Linked DNA regions of Sus scrofa: all the other regions are linked to region 3. A link is a contact called in public HiChIP or PLAC-seq and promoter capture Hi-C data. All regions are on one chromosome and are shown on one strand. The core of a region is the stretch at or near the end of the contact, and the rest is flanking DNA. Distances in the headings are between cores, read along the strand shown. Region 1 holds the start of DKK1 (dickkopf WNT signaling pathway inhibitor 1). Region 2 overlaps PRKG1 (protein kinase, cGMP-dependent, type I). Region 3 holds the start of PRKG1 (protein kinase, cGMP-dependent, type I).

The links. Promoter capture Hi-C pulls out the DNA fragments that hold promoters and counts their contacts. HiChIP or PLAC-seq counts read pairs in DNA pulled down with a chosen protein or histone mark.
Region 1: an H3K27ac HiChIP or PLAC-seq map of skeletal muscle shows a contact between it and region 3, with 7 times the contacts expected there. The contact joins the promoter of DKK1 here to the promoter of PRKG1 in region 3. A contact is called at or near these places in 1 of 47 Hi-C or Micro-C datasets (embryonic fibroblasts) and 1 of 2 datasets of contacts at active chromatin or transcription factors (skeletal muscle).
Region 2: a promoter capture Hi-C map of fetal skeletal muscle shows a contact between it and region 3, with 12 times the contacts expected there. The contact joins the enhancer-like site here to the promoter of PRKG1 in region 3. A contact is called at or near these places in 3 of 5 promoter capture datasets (fetal liver, fetal skeletal muscle and liver), 14 of 47 Hi-C or Micro-C datasets (alveolar macrophages, brain, embryonic fibroblasts and 9 more) and 1 of 2 datasets of contacts at active chromatin or transcription factors (skeletal muscle).

What each region holds. Positions count from the first base shown.
Region 1 is chr14:97,488,336-97,491,930 of Sscrofa11.1, reverse strand. DKK1 (dickkopf WNT signaling pathway inhibitor 1) reads left to right here and starts at 1,813. Exons shown (of 4, transcript NM_001145384.1): 1 at 1,813-2,052; 2 at 2,283-2,445; 3 at 3,566-3,595. The coding sequence starts at 1,813.
Region 2 is chr14:97,638,644-97,641,921 of Sscrofa11.1, reverse strand. All of the region lies in intron 9 of PRKG1 (protein kinase, cGMP-dependent, type I), which reads left to right. Among named protein-coding and RNA genes, the nearest start is that of DKK1, 150 kb to the right of the region's middle. Within about 2 kb of position 1,636, at least 5 of the 83 cell types and tissues checked have an H3K27ac peak or open chromatin away from gene starts, as enhancers often do. A contact at or near this core is called in fetal skeletal muscle, where this site is marked.
Region 3 is chr14:98,791,380-98,794,789 of Sscrofa11.1, reverse strand. It overlaps PRKG1 (protein kinase, cGMP-dependent, type I), which reads left to right and starts at 1,710. Exons shown (of 18, transcript NM_001044574.2): 1 at 1,710-2,182. The coding sequence starts at 1,917.

The DNA.
Region 1 (3,595 bases), core at 564-3,063, 1.3 Mb after region 3:
AGATATTATAAAATAATTGTTTAGAAGATATTAACGTGACCTCTGAAACCCAAGCAATTAGGACACAGACCATTACAAACTTGTTTGTAAAGTTAACCCTCACCCTCAACTTTAGGATTGTTACACTATTTCAAGGACGTCACTGGCTCCAATTGGTAGTCCCAGTCATGAGTACAGGAGGTCGATGTATAGAGTGAGTACAAATACACTGGAGAGTAAGGAGCACAAAATAAATATATCCCAGTCTTCTTTATACAACTGATGAGTGATTATTCAATCATCTCTTCTAAATTCACATAGCAGTTCTCCATCTTGATACTTATAATATCAGATGGCTTTAAAAAGAATTGTGTATATCTCTTGTCTTTTATTATTAATACAATTAGAGTATTTGTATTTCATGCAACTCCTGCCCCCTCCAGAGGGCAACAACAACCCAGAGGGGTAGCCCACCGCCTGGGCACTAGGCTTCCAACGTTTTTGGTGTAAGTAGGATAGCCCTCTTAGCCACTAGCCCTACTTTGTTATTTTCACATCCTAACTTAAATGACGATACAAATCACTTTCTGCTTCACTTTCAGCTTCTCCTTTCGTAAGCTAGTCTCTTATCTCCCTAGACCGGGTATTCCCTGGTCCCAGACCCGTCTGAGTTGGGATCAAACATAGGCGTTCTCTTTTTCAAGCGCTGTAATATGAAATACTAATGAGGAAGTCAGGCGCTAAGCCTTGAGGGTTTCTTATCTCCCCGGGTTAACCCACCACTGAGAAGGGGGAACCAGGGAAGGACCACTGACCCAGCCATTGGACCCTGTCCGCTTTCACTCTGGCCACTTTGATCTCGCGCGTCTGCCTAATCAAGTTCATCTACTGCCGCGACTGCTCAGATTCAAAGAACAACATTAAATAGCTTGATTATCGGATGGTCATTTCCCTCTCCTCTCCACCCCTGATCTAATTTCCAAACACCAGTCTCTCGCCTCTCTCTCTCTAAACTTCCCATCAAAAGAGAATTAGTTCTTCTTCCTTCTTACCCTCGTTTGATGTGCAAATGTCCTTCTCTTTGCACATTTTTCTCCTGGTGAGGGGAGGGAGGGGGAAAAGTAATTGAACGAACTTAAAGCCTCGATCTCACTCCAAATCTTCAAACCGTGACTCTAAAGGGTTAATCAGCAACTTGCAACGGCCACCTGGCCCTCTTGCAGAGACATTTTGATAGACTTTGAATTACTTATCCGGTGGTATTTAATACTGAATATTATTTGCATGCACAATAAAAAAGAGTACTGGCATAAGGCAGAATGGAGAAAAGTGGTTTTGCAGGGAGTTATCACAATGTCTGTCTGAAAAGTGGTCCCGATCTCAATACTCCAACCCTTACTGCAAGGCGAGAGCACCCAAATACCCAAAGTTCCTCCCACTTCCCACATTTATTAATGTCCTCTCTGCTAACGCTGAATACTGTCAACCCGAAGGTGAGCTGGGCAGGGGAACGACTGTGCAAGGGAGGGGCGGGGTGAAGAGTGTCAAAGGCTCCCCTTCATGTACACAAACACACTCCCTCCCAGCCCCTCCCAACGCTTTGAAATCCCAACCCTGCTTTGTTGTCTCCCCCGGAGGGGCCGGAATGCTCAGAGCCCGCAGTATAAAGGCAGCCGCGGTGGCGGTGGCGGTGCAGAGCCCCGCAGTCAGGACTCTGCGGCTGGTAGAGGCTCTTGGAACCCTGACTACAGCTGCGCCAGCACGGCTTCCTGGGGACCAGGCTTGCAAGCTGACATTCCACTTTTCTCTTTCTCTGCCTTGAGTCCTTTGGAAATGAGGGCTCTGGCTGCAGCGGGTGCTGCCCGGGTCTTGGTCACCCTGGCAGCTGCGGCTCTTTGCGGTCACCCTCTGCTGGGAGCGAGCGCCACTTTAAACTCGGTTCTCGTCAATTCCAACGCCATCAAGAACCTGCCCCCACCGCTGGGCGGCGCTGCGGGGCACCCGGCAGTCAGCGCGGCTCCCGGAATTCTGTTCGAGGGTGGCAACAAGTACCAAACGATTGACAACTATCAGGTGAGAAGGGTCTCGAGGGTCTGGAGACGCTGTGAGCCTGAAGGGGGTCTCATTTGGGAAAGAGAATGCAGGACTTGCTATGTGTGTATCTGTGTATTCAAGGCACATTAAGAAACTGCTCTGGGGAGCAGTGGGCAGCAACAGCTTTTGGAGAGGTGGGCAGAAAGGGACTGTGATGAGTCCGAATGTGGTACCCAGGTGCCTCACCCTCTCCTGCCCTCTTCCCGCAGCCATACCCGTGCGCCGATGACGAAGAATGCAGCAGTGACGAGTACTGCGCGAGTCCCACCCGCGGAGGAAGTGCAGGCGCACAAATCTGCCTAGCCTGCAGAAAGCGCCGAAAACGCTGCATGCGGCACGCTATGTGCTGCCCTGGGAATTACTGCAAAAACGGTGAGTCGAAGAGCTCTCTCTCGGACTATAATCCTCCAGCGCTTGCGCACAGTGGTTGGGAGGCCGTGCTCCCAGCTCTCAGAATGCCGCGGCACCACCTGCAAAAGGGAATTCAGCGTTCGAGTTTCCCCTGAAATGTTTTCTGGTTTAGTGTTCAACCTGGAGGCAAAGAGGAGACTACCGCGTTCTTGGAGATCTTTATTCTCCTTTGTGCTCCCCGATTAATTAACGAGGTCTTACCTCAGAGCGGACCCTTCCATAAAAAATTAGCTAGGGAAAGCCTTGACACCATCTAAGAAGATGGAGAGGGAGGTGGAATTAAACAGAGAAATCAAGGAAACCAGAATGAGCATTTAGGTGCCCCTTCCATTTCTTACGGTGCCTCTCTCAGCTCTTCCAGACTGGCGTCTCCCTCAAGATTCATGTTCAAATTGTCAGAAGACAGTTATGTATCTGTGCTGGCCACTCTTGAAGATCTTGATACCCTTGCATCCCAGCCTCTCCATCCTTCTCTCCCCTACCTCTGACTACATTAAAATAAGTACTCCTCCACCCAGCCACAGATCCACTAGAATTTAATGTCTCAAACAAGTAGACTCAACCAAAGAAGTCTCCAGAAATAACCTTAAGGGTGGCGACCCTCCTTAGGACCCAGCATTACTCCAGGATGAACTAAATCTCTGTAATATAGAAATTATACAGTAAAGTAACTGGTGGGTGAGATTGTAATCTTCCACGCAGCAGGCATTCCATTTGCTTAACTTAGTCTGGCAGTACCCATATAGCACCAAGGGCAGAGAAGTTATTTTTAAAAAGTTTTTGAAAGTGAACGACTTTATTTTTCTTACCCAGAGGTGATATTAAAATAGGCAGAAATCTCATTGCCACTACCACAGTTGGTGAGAAAGTATTCTAAGCGGTTAGATTGGGGATATTACCTATCAGTGCAGTGTACACACTGATGCTTCTGTCCATCTGGGGAGTTTTGCTTTAACAGTAGAAAGTCTGGCTTGTGTTTAATATTCCTACAATGAAATATCTCAAGTTGGTGCAGACATAACAGACTGCCACTGTCCCACATTCCAGCTCAGGAGTTAATCAATATCTCCTGCCTTCTTAGGAATATGTATGCCTTCTGATCACAATCATT
Region 2 (3,278 bases), core at 387-2,886, 1.2 Mb after region 3:
TTCTTAGATTCTTTTCTAACATGAGATCAGCAGGCTCAGAATGGAAGCTTGAATTTTCATTGCAAAGGACTCACGCATGAGACAGAGATGATAATGAGTCTCAGAAGCTGTGGCAGCTGAACCCTTAGCAAACAGGTTCCTAGACTTTGGATCCTTTTGGGAACCAGTAGACAGCTATAAATAATGCCAGGGAAATAAGGGTGCTAATTTTCACATGGATTTTGCAAGATCCTCAATCAATTTGCACTGGCAGAGCAAAGACTTTTGCTATAAAAATTTTAATTCAAGAGTCATAGAATACCCAAATTAGAGAAACACCATTCATTCATTCATTCATTCATTCATTTATATTGAGGTATAGTTCATTTACAATATTATGTTTCAGGAGTACAGTCAAGTGAGTCAGTTATACATACATATATACCTATTTTCTTCAGATTCTTTTCCCTTATAGGTTACTGCGAAATATTGCATATAGTTCCCTGTGATAAATAGTAGGTCCTTGTTGATTATCTATTTTATATATAGTAGTGTGTATATGTTAATCCCAAACTCCTAATTTATTCTTCCCTCCCCTCTTTCCCCTTCAGTAACCGTAAGTTTGTCTTCTAGATCTATGGGTCTATTTCTATTTTGTGTACAAGTCCATTTGTATAATTTCTTTCTAGATTCTACATATAATTGATATCATATGACATTTGTCTTTTTCTGTCTGGCTTACTTCACTTAGTATGACAATCTATAGATCTATCCCTGTTGCTGCAAATGGCATTATTTCATTCTTTTTTACGGCTAAGTACTATTCTAGTGTATAAATATGCCACATCTTCCTTAACCATTCCTCAGTCAATGGACATTTAGGATGTATCCATGTCTTGGCTGGTGTAAGTACTGCTGCTATGAACATTGGGGTGCATGTATGTTTTCAAATTATGGTTTTCTCTGGGTATATGCTCAGGAGTGGGATTGCAAGATCATATGGTAGTTCTGTTTTTAGTTTTTTTCAGGAACTTCTGTTCTCCATAGTGGCTGTACCAGTTTACATTCCCACCAACAGTGTAGGAGTATTCCTTTTTCTCCACACCCTCTCTAGACACTTTTTTACTAAAACTGAAATTATATATTTTTTCATCTTCACTTTTAAGCATTAGTTTAGTTCTAGGATTAGGTGCAGTTGGCAAAGGCAGGTCTATGGACCACCTTTGATGGGTTTTTATTCTTCCCATGGCTGGAATTAGATACGTTTCTGATGCCATTTCTTCCATGACCCCTAGAAAAAATTGAACCTTTGACCTTTATGTGGTTGTAGGTTTTTTTTTTTTTAGATCACTTTGCAGTCCTGCTATGAGAATAAAATATATTGAAATGTCTCTAAATTTTCAATATAGTTTTGTTTAAACCCAGTTACTGTGTAAGTATTTACACAATACTTCTCAAAACTCTTCAGTTTTCGCAAATGAAAGCTTTTCTTCCTAGGCAGACAGTTCCTTTTAACAAGTGAGTTCAGATGCTGCCCTGAAGTGAATTTAATAGCCTGGAGATCCTGTTTCACTTTCTGAGAGAACAGATCCTATAAACTGCATTCTATGTGCCATTCCACTTCCTGTCCTCAATGATGGTGATGCAGAAAAACAGCTGGTGTGTGGGAACTGTTCAGAGCTGTGTTTCTCAAACCACAGGTCATGGAAGGGTGGTTATGTAGGCTCTGTTTCTCTTTCTTCCAAAATAGTACCCAAGGCTCTTCTGACCTTGTCTTCTTCCACCTCTGAATTGTAAGCCTACTGGGGAGTAAGTTTATCCTACTTCCTTTTGTTGTATTTATTTTTAATTGGAGAGGAATAAATGCATATCCTGAAAGAGGCTAGTGTTCCCTTGAGAGATCTGTTAGAAATCTCTCTTGGTTATAAGGTTATCATTCAGGAATCTTCTATTCTAGGGAGCACAGCAAACTGCATCACTCTGATTTTTATATTTTGATACCCTTTATTTTGACCTTACCCCTAAATAGTATACAGGGAGATTTAATTATTTGGTAGCATTTACTTAGGGTTACAATTACTCAAATGCCAAGGATTAAACAATATACAGTGGATTGAAAAATATGCTGCCTAAATTATACTGGGTAGGAGAAGGTAGAAACAAATTTCATTAGAGGCTTGAGGCAGCTGAGTCAGATGCACTGTCTGGGAGGCACCCTAGGCCTCCCTGACTTGTTGATTGTACAGATATCACCTCAAAAGGTATTTTAATAACGACCATTTGCTTGTCCTTCTCTTCATCCTTGACTCTGAGCTGTAATTTGCATGAAGAATGAAATGGCTGTTCTGCTTCTCATTTCACTGGCTTCCCTTAGGAAATTCATCATTTAGAAAAACAAGTTGTTTTCATAAAAATAGGAGTAAGGAGGGAATCTTAACTACTGACACCCATCAGAGGGTTTGCCCTTTCGCCTGGCATGGGCATAACAAGGATAAGACAGTTAATAAATACTGAATCCAAATAATTTTTATTTTAAAGTGACACAGAGACAACAGAAAGGACAGACAGAAATTATTAGATTTTTTAGGCTGCTTCTTCTTTTTTTTTTTTAAGTTGTGCTTAAATCTGACCTAATTCCTTTTTGATTGAGCACAAAGATCCTCAATTGTGTGAAGAGTTGTAATGCAAAATCTTCAGTCATAGCAACTGAGGCAGTGTTCTGTGAACCTAAATAAAAGTCTCAGGTTTAGAACAATTTGGATTTGATTTTACTCTTCTTTGATTTTATAATTCTATGTTCATTACTCTTGGAAATATTTTTAATGCAAAATTAAGGTAATTACTCAGGATTCTTAAATTTAAAAAATTATAAGGATTGGGATGCTTTTTCTGGGTGAATCCTTCTTTTGGTATCTTTCAAGTATTTGATGAGTAAAGAAGCTGTTATCATTTTCAGGTCCTCCCATGAAATGCCGTTGGTCTTTATGAGTCTTATCATCACTAATTAATATTTTAAATTTTTTAACCAAATATGGTTTAATGCTAGTAATTCAATTTCCCAAGAGCCTCTTCAGTAAAGTGTAAGAGATAATATTACCCGTTTGTGTTTAACCATAATAAAATTCAACAGAAGTTAGGGAAGCTATGTATAAAAGGCAAATGACAGCTCATCTATTTAAGATGAAACAAGGGAGTTCCCTAGTGTCCCAGTGGGTTAAGGATCCAGTATTGTCACTGCTGTGGTTCATGTCGCTGCTGTGGGTAGAGTTTGATCCCTGGCCTGGGAACTTCTTCATTCT
Region 3 (3,410 bases), core at 461-2,960:
AGCTTAAGAAGTTCAATATGGCTTAAAATGCTTTTAATTTAAAACAATTAGATGAGTAGAACTAACAGTATAAATCTTCAGAATAAAATATATTTTAGGGTTTATTTATAAACCAAAGTAGATGACTGCTTTTCCTTTACTTCAGTGTTTCAATGAAGCAAAAACATTTTTATTAATAAGTAGCCAGTGGATAAGCAATGAGATCCTGCTGTGTAGCACTGGGAACTATATCTAGTCACTTATGATAGAGCATGACAATGTGAGGAAAAAAACCCTCGACCCACTGAGGGTTTGGGATGGAAATGCTGTAAAATTTGGTTGTGATGATTGCTGTACACCTATAAATGTAATAAAATCCATTAACTAATATAAAAAAAGAACGTATACATGTATGTGTGACTGGGTCACCTTGCCATACAGTAGAAAATTGACAGAACACTGCAAATCAGCTATAATGGAAAAATAAAAATCATTATAAAATGTTTTAAAAAGTACAGTGGTTGTACATTGATCTTTCTTCTTAAAAATTATTATTTCTACAAAATCACTTTGATATCTTACTTTGCACCTATGTTTTTCCTTTGAAAAAAGATGCATTAATTTGTGGATCATTACCTGAAGAAATGCTCCTCCTATATACCCAAACTCTTAAACAGTGGTTTATATTATGAAAATGCTCCTTGTGACATATATTAAAAAATTAAGTGCAGGAATCACAAATACTCTCGGTTCCAGTGTGGATAAAAATCCCTTTAGCAGAGGCTGTGGTGATGGATGAATAGGTGAGGGACAAATGAGAATGGCAGACCCTATTTCTCCCTAAAACTGGAATTGTAGGATGAGCTAGTAGTTTAACACTGGTGGCCCTCACTTCACAACCAAACAGAATGGTACTGCGATATAATTTGTATGCTCAATATACAAATTTTAACTATAGCCAAAGAAATAAAATCCAAAGTCTAAGAAGTTTACAATCAATTCATGGCCTTCTTCTCGGTAAACGTTTGACTCATTATGCATATTCACCCAACTTCCCCACCAACAATTTTAGTTTACTATTTCCACTACCATTTTATGCTGAAAAAAACCTAGACCTGCTAGTGCCCTGTCATTCTCATTACTTAGGGTCACAACCACGGGGCTTCACATTAAGAAACACATACTCACACATACCCTCCCTCACCATCCAGAGCAGATAAGAAAAGGTGAAGACGATGAATTCATGCAGGTTATTGTCTAAAGGCAGTTTAAGACTTATGAAATCTCTCTCTCTCTCTCTCACTCACACACACACACACACACACACACACACACACACCCCACAAAGTCTTTAGGCTCCAGTTACAAGCGCTGCGTCATCTGCCAGATCACATGGTAATTGTTGCTATTTCAAGGATCAAGTGGCATAAAGCTCCCCCCCTACCCCACCCCACCCCTTTCCTTTGGTACCATATAGCGTGGAAGAGTGATTATTGTGTGATGGGGTGAGACCAGGCTCACTGGTCCAACCCTCCCAGCTAGAAACCAGGCTCTCGGTGGGGTGGCCTGCGCCGTGTTCTCACGAAGTGATTGGGAAAGGGGGACGGGGGAGGGGGGGTCTCAGGGGAGGAAGGGCAGCTCTAATTGGTTTCTCAATGAAAGATAATCACCTATTCCCCGGAGAGGCTGGGGATTAGCACTCTGCCTCTCCTCTCCATCGCTTTTAGACTTCTCATCCTCCCCTCGGTGCTTTCAGTCCATTCAGCAGAAGTGGATCGAAGAAATCGGCTTCTCGCTGCGCATTAGGGGCAGCACTCCGCTGCGCTCGAGTACTTAGCGCCCATTCACTCACTCACTCCGCGCTCGCCTCTCCCGGCTGCCGTCCCAGCCGCCGCCGCCGCCCGAGAAAAAGTTTTGCAGAGGGGCTCAGGGAAAAAATGAGTGAGCTGGAGGAAGACTTTGCCAAGATTCTCATGCTCAAGGAGGAGAGGATCAAAGAGCTGGAGAAGCGGCTGTCAGAGAAGGAGGAAGAAATCCAGGAGCTGAAGAGGAAGCTCCATAAATGTCAGTCGGTGCTGCCCGTGCCCTCGACCCACATCGGCCCCCGGACCACCCGGGCACAGGGCATCTCGGCCGAGCCGCAGACGTACAGGTCCTTCCACGACCTCCGACAGGCATTCCGGAAGTTCACCAAATCCGAAAGGTAGGCGCCGAGGCGGGCAGGAGCGTGGCCACTGCTCTGAGCCGGCGGGCCCGGTGGCCGTCCAGGCGGCGGCTCAGGGGCTGGGGGTTCCTGGCGGCGGCGGCGGCGGCGGGGGGGGCGGCTCCGGGCACGGCGCCCCTTGCTGTCCGCAGCGCGCCGAGTGGGGGTGGCCCTCGCGGGCGGGGAATGGGAAGTGTTTATTTTTATTTCTGCCCATCACGTGCCGTGCTTGTCTCCGCCGGGCTGGGAAAGGCAAGCTCCTCGGAGAGACGCGCCCCTGCGGAGTGGGGGTGGGGAGAAGGAGCGTGGAAAGTTTTCTCGCGCCGGCTAACTTGGTCACTCTGCACGCCGTCGCGCGGTCTTTTCTTCACGCACCCCTGTGGGGCGCCCACTCAGGCACACAACCCGGCCCATCTCCGGGCCTGGAGACCTTCCTGGAGGTGACCCCCCCACCAAGACCCAGGCCACAGGGCATGCTCAGTGCGCCGCGGGAGCCTCCTGGGAGTGGCGACAGGAGGTTGAGCAGGGTTAGGTTCAATTTAGGGACAGAACTTGTCCAGAGCAGGAGCCCTGCTGGGAAGGCGCGGAGGGGGTGGGCAAAGGGAGGCGGGGCTGGGGTGCGTCTCCACTGTAGGGATCAGCCTCTGAGGGTCATTTTCCAGGCAGCAAGTGATGTCAGCAGGAAATTGTAAAGAACGCCCCCCCGCCCTTTCTGGATGTTCCTTTGCTCAGTTTGTGTCCCTTCCAGAAGTGCCACATCTTGGGCTGCCCTGGGCTTGGAGGTGGCTAGATGACCTTGCACCTGAAGCAGGTTGGGGGTTACTGGTCAGCCCAAGGTGGATAATAATGCCCCCGCCTGATTTGTCTTCCTCCTGAGACTCTCCTTGGAAAAGTTGGGATAAAGAGGGCGGGGAGCTATTTCTCTGGGCGCTTCCAGGCTCCTTCCTTTCCTCCTCCGGCACGTCGAGAGCCAAATCCTGCCAGTTCAAAGTTGTGTGTCGCTCTTTCGGGGTGTGTAGAGGGGGCCGGGCGATTTTGGCCACAAGTAGGAAGCTTTTGCTCTGCACTCGCTGCCTTCACCGGAGAAGACTGATCGATTAGCTGCAGCATTAAAGCGCCTCTGGACATTAGGGAGAGGAAGTGCAGACTCCAAAGCCCATTACTGGCTTTTAGTCTCTGGAAGTGCGTGGCCGAGAGTGCATTTCGCAGGATATTGAATATTCCATTA